Regions from separate parts of the Macaca mulatta genome. Here region 1 is linked to region 2. Evidence: chromatin contacts called from public Hi-C data. All regions are on one chromosome and are shown on one strand. Each heading gives the region's core, a stretch centred on a gene start, on an enhancer-like site or on the middle of the called end of the contact. The rest is flanking DNA. Distances are from core to core; before and after follow the strand shown.

What was found. A called contact is a pair of places that touch in the nucleus more often than the background predicts.
Region 1: a contact with region 2 is called in a Hi-C map of liver, with 4 times the contacts expected there. The contact joins the enhancer-like site here to the promoter of GADD45B in region 2. A contact is called at or near these places in 2 of 14 Hi-C or Micro-C datasets (CD4 T cells and liver).

Annotation. Positions count from the first base shown.
Region 1 is chr19:3,393,332-3,396,140 of T2T-MMU8v2.0, forward strand. The region is part of intron 1 of THOP1 (thimet oligopeptidase 1); the gene reads left to right. It also overlaps a transcript of GNG7 not described here. Among named protein-coding and RNA genes, the nearest start is that of DIRAS1, 96 kb to the right of the region's middle. Within about 2 kb of position 1,405, at least 8 of the 40 cell types and tissues checked have an H3K27ac peak or open chromatin away from gene starts, as enhancers often do. A contact at or near this core is called in liver, where this site is marked.
Region 2 is chr19:3,218,517-3,221,307 of T2T-MMU8v2.0, forward strand. GADD45B (growth arrest and DNA damage inducible beta) reads left to right here and starts at 1,437. Exons shown (of 4, transcript NM_001260874.1): 1 at 1,437-1,639; 2 at 1,766-1,867; 3 at 2,267-2,489; 4 at 2,729-2,791. The coding sequence starts at 1,596.

The sequences.
Region 1 (2,809 bases), core at 155-2,654, 170 kb after region 2:
GCTGATGCTGCTCCCACCCCAGGCCTGAAGCCGGCCCCCCGCCCCAAACCAGCCTGACCAGCGGCACCGTGGAAACCCACGGGGACCTCTGCCCCCCACGGGAGGCTGGGGCATCTCTCACCCTCTTTGTGCCTCAGTTTCCTAATCTGTCACACAGGGAGGTTGGACCCAAACCAATTGATTGTCATGGGTGGAGCCAGAACCCGCTGTGGCTCCCTCCTGTCCTCAGGATAAAATGCAGCTTCTGCCGTGTGGCCTCCTCGCTCCCTCTCCCTCACCTTTTCAAGGTCCTGGAACCGTCTCTGCACCTGTATCTCCCACCCCACCTGTCACCTTCAGGGCACTAGCAACACTCAACTCATGTCACTTCCTCCAGGAAGCCCTCCCTGAATTCCCGAACGAAGCTCCTGGTGTGGGCACCTGCTTTCACTCTTGGGCGGTGTTGTCTTCATCGGTTCACTCAATCAGGGTCTCAACTGGGGCAATTCTGTCCCCTCAAGGGACACTGGGCGGTGTCTGGGGACATCTGTAATTGTCATGATGGAGGGGTGCTCCTGGCATGGAGTGGATGGAGGCCAGGGACACTGCTCAGCACCCTGCATTGCCCAGGACGGCCTCACCCCAGAGAGCAGTCCAGTGTCAGTGTCCACAGTGCCCGGGGGAGAGACCTGCTTTAATTATTTGGGAATAAACCGAGTCTCCTCCCTGTTCACCCCAGACACTGGAATAAACTTCAGTGGGAGCCGACGGCATAAACCAGGGGGCCCCAGCTCCTGGGACTCACCTCCTCTCTCCCTCCCCACTCAGGGTGTGGATTTCAATGTGTGCAGCCTCCTGGGACCTCCGCAGGGCAGAGGATCATGGGACGCAGAATCTCTTGGGGGTCTGCGGAATCTTCTATCCCAGAGGGTCTCAACCCAGGTGATTCTGTCCCAGGGGAAGCTGGGTGGTGTCTGGGGATATCTGTGGTTGTCACGACTGGGGGTGCTCCTGGCATGGAGTGGGTGGAGGCCAGGGACGCTGTCAGCACCCTGCAGTGCCCAGGATGACCCACCCCAGAGAACGATCGGCCTCACATGTTCATGGCGGTAAGGGGGTGAGCCCACCCCCAGCATGGCTCCAGGGGCACCCAGAGTGGGGCCCCAGCCCCACGGCCTCCTCTCCTCCCACTTCCTCCGGGCGCCTGTCCTCTGCACCTGCGTCCTCCGGCTCTGGCTCCCTTCAAAGCTAGTCACAGCTGGCAGCCCACATGCCGTAAACACCCACCCAGACATGCCAGCCAGACCTGGCTTTCTGTCACTCCCGGCTGATTCTGAATTCCCAGTCTCACATGGGCCAGAGGGTGACTGGCTCGAGACTTGCCTCTCATTACGAGCAAAGCTCTGATTCAACCGGAATATTAGTCAGGGAACAGCATGTCACATTCCAGGAGGCTGATCAGCTCCGACCTCAGTGCCAGCAGCTGACTCAGCCCAGAGAGCTGCATGTGCTAACTACTCCTTCTGAGCCTCACAGTTATGTTCTCGAGATGTCACTCAGTGTCACATGGTGTCACTGGTCCTGGTCGCAGACACAGACTCACCTGTGTGCAGGGAGTCAGGTGAGGACCGGTCCCAGCACCTTCATTCTTTGTTTCTTTCACTCACTCAGTAAACATCTGGTGAAGGCTTGGACCAGATCCCTGATCTTAATGAAGGAGGTGACGGTCTGGCCCGGGTGACAGGCACAGTTGATGTGATGATCACAACACAGTTGCCACGTGGCCCTGGGCACGTTAGCCCCTCTCCGCTACTGTTTTCTCCTCTGTGAAATGGAGATAATGATCTCAACTTCAACATGGCAAGTGTATGAGTCAGCTACTGCTGCGTAACAAACAACAGCAACAACAAAAACACCATTTGCCATCTCATAATTTCTGTGTGTCAAGAGTCTGGTTTAACTGGGTCCTCTGCTCAGACTGTTATAAGCCTGAAATCAAGGTATGGGCTGGGCTGAGTTATCATTTGGAACTTGGGGTCCTCTCCCGAGCTTGTTTGGTCATCGGCAGAATCCATTTCCTTGCAGCACTAGGAATGAGGTCACTGTTTTCCTACCGGCTTTTGGATGGGGGTGCTCTGAGCCCCAAGGGGCTACTCTCAGGTCTCTGCCACATGGACCCTCCAGTGGCAGCTCATGACATGGCTGTTTGCTTTCTTTAAGGCAAGCACCCCCTTCCCTTTCTCTCTTTCTTCCAAGTGTGGTTTATATATACATATATATAACATAAGACTGATCATCTTAATCACGTTTACGTGTACGATTCAGTGATGTTAAGTATATTCACACTGCTGTGCAATGGCTCTCCAGAACCTTCCATCTTGTACAACCAAGACACTGTATGCACTCAACAACAGCGCCCCTCTTCCCTCCCCCAACCCTTAGCACCCACCATTCTCCTTTCTGTCTCTGTGAATTTGACAACTTGGGATGTGCTTCTGCTCTCATTTATGGGCTCACCTGATGAGGCCAGGCCCACCCAGGATGTCTCCTTTTTGATGAGCTCAAGTCAACCGACTAGGAGTCTTCATCGCATTTGCAAAATCCCTTTACCAAACACATGACCTATCTGCATTAACCGAACCACTGGAGTGACACCCCATCGTACTCGCAGGTCCAACCCATCCTCAAGTGCAGGGGATTAGATGAGACGTGGGCAGTAGTGGGTGGGGATCTTGGGCGCCATCTTGGAATTCTGCCTACGACTGTAGCTGTAAAAGACACGGTGGCCATTGCTATTTAGGTGCCGTTAGTAGGAAACACACACAAAGTG
Region 2 (2,791 bases), core at 187-2,686:
GGGCGGCGCGGAGGAGGCGGGATGCGTCAGCTGGGCTCGCGGGCCAGGGAGCCGGGGAACCGGGGAAACCGAGCCGCAGGGCCGAGGCCAGACCCCAGGCTGGCGGGGGAGGGGACTCAGATGTGAGTCACCCGGGAGCCCCCAGTCGACCGTGGGAGACGTTGTCATGCGGGGCCTGCCCGCTTCGTTCCTAAGCAGCCTTCCTGGGGCGGCGGAGTCCTGCAGGCGGCCGTGCCTGGCGCACAGGCGTGGCTCCAACACGAACTAGCCTGTGGCCTCACCAAGCCTCAGTTTACCCTTTTGCATAATGCACATAAGCATCTCCCCTGCTTCTCAGGTCTTGGATTAAATCATCCATGAATCGGGAGGGGTGGAGGGTGCCAGATCCGCACCACGCTCAGTGCAGGTCAGCGCCCACCCCGGAGTGAGAAATAAAGGTGGCCGTCATCCTTGCACGTGGGCCTGGGGTGGCGGCGTGCAGCCGCAGCCTGCACCATTCCCCCCAACAATGGCTTTCTCCTCGGCCTGGAGGCCTCCGCACGCGCAAAGCCTGGAACGCCAGGCAGCTGGCGGGGGCGGGGCCACGCCACCTGCACCTCCCACGCGCGCCCCACCCTGAAACTCGCGGGGTCGGCGAGGGGGCGCCCGCTTTCTTCTCCAGAGTGCCCCGGGCTTTGCAACCTCCCACTTTCGGGGCCCTGGAGGAGGCCTCCCGCGACCACCAGGTGACAGATGATGTGTATTGAGCGCTTACTGTCAGCCGTATTTTATGTCATGCTCTGCAAACCAGCGAGGCCGGCGCTGCAGCCCCATTACTCAGACAGGAATATAGAGGCCGGGAAAAGCGAAATCACCCAGGGGCTGGGGTCGCCGCAGCCAGGAGAGACTCCGGTCATCACCACCACCTGGGCGAGATCAGGCTGCAAACGGGGCCCCTTCCCGGTGCAGCCCCTCCACCCCCAGCAGAACTTGGGAAAGGAGCAGTCCGGGACTCTCCGCGCATCGGGAGGGGATTCCAGGCCCCCCCCGGCGAAAGTCCGGGCCGCCTCGCGCGCTGGAAATCCCGCGCGCGCCCCGAACCGCGGCTCGGCTGCCGGGAAATCAGGAGAAAAAAACTTCTGCTTTTTTTTTTCTTTTCTGGCATTCGCGGTCACCTACCCGGCCCCCGCGCGCCCTCCTCCCGGTTCTCGCCCCCACGTGGGGCGCCCCCACACGGCGCTCCGCCCCCTCCCCGCCGTCGGCCAACCGCAGAGCTGTCTGCACTCTCCGTTGTCCTTCCACCAATAGGAGGGGTGAATGACTCCACTGAGGCCACGCCCCAGCCGTCAAGTCTATAAAAGTCGGTGCCGGAGGCTCCCGGCTCAGATCGCCGAGGCTTCGGACTACGGTTGGTTTCTGCAACTTCCCGGATTATTTTCGCCAAGGACTTTGCAACATTTTTTTCCGCCTTTTCTGGAAGGATTTCGCTGCTTCCCGAAGGTCTTGGACGAGCGCTCCAGCTCCGTGGGAAGGTTTTGGGCTTTCTGGCGCGGATTTTGCAATTTCTCCCTGGGGACTGTCGTGGAGCCGCGTCCACTGTGGATTATAATTGCAACATGACGCTGGAAGAGCTCGTGGCGTGCGACAACGCGGCGCAGAAGTAAGTAGCCGGGGCCGCCGCCGTCTGAGGTCGGCCGGGACGGGATGGGTCGGGTTGGGCCGGGCCGGGAGCGGAATGTAGCACCCGGTGGTCCGCCCGTCACTGATCCCTCTCTCCTGGCCTCAGGATGCAGACGGTGACCGCCGCGGTGGAGGAGCTGTTGGTGGCCGCTCAGCGCCAGGATCGCCTCACAGTGGGGGTGTACGAGTCGGCCAAGTTGATGAATGTGTGAGTCAGACCCCCTCCCCGGGCCGGGCGCGGGTGGGACCGGACCTCCCCTCCGCTCTGGACGCTTTCCACACGCTTGTCTCGCATGGGGCTGGGACTTCCCCAAGTGCCACCCGCTGTGGATGCAGAGCTCCTCTGCTGTTTTGTGGATTGGGGGCTGCCGTATCCTGATGCATCGTCTGCAAGCGCCCCTCCCGCTGTGGGCCTGTCTCCCCACACCCCACACTTTGAACCGTGTGCCTTCCCCGCCCCCCACCGTCACCAGCTTGCAGAGGCAATCCCCTGCACCCCTGCAGTTTCTCTTTTGCTCTTGCACGCTCCTTTTTTTGCAAACTCCCCCTGCACGGTGGCCTCTCCCCTGTTCCCGGCTGACCCACCCCTTCCCTTTGGCCCCCTCAGGGACCCAGACAGCGTGGTCCTCTGCCTCTTGGCCATTGACGAGGAGGAGGAGGATGACATCGCCCTGCAAATCCACTTCACGCTCATCCAGTCCTTCTGCTGCGACAACGACATTAACATCATGCGGGTGTCGGGCATGCAGCGCCTGGCACAGCTCCTGGGAGAGCCGGCCGAGACCCAGGGCACCACTGAGGCCCGAGACCTGCATTGTCTCCTGGTCACGGTGAGTTGGGCCTCTGCCCTGACCTGCCACGCCCGGGCACCTGGGCTGGTGTTTGTCAACAAAGTCGGGCTGACTGGTCCTGCACAGCTCAGCGTTCAACCATGCTTGGCATGTCCCGTGGGCAGCCGGGCTGGGGCCTCCTCACCCAGGGAGCTATTTTGAGCCTGCCTGTTTTCCCCACACATGGGGCCTTGGGAGAGGGAGGCTCCCACTAAACCCCTTCTTTTCCCCTCCCACAGAACCCTCACACCGACGCCTGGAAGAGCCACGGCTTGGTGGAGGTAGCCAGCTACTGCGAAGAA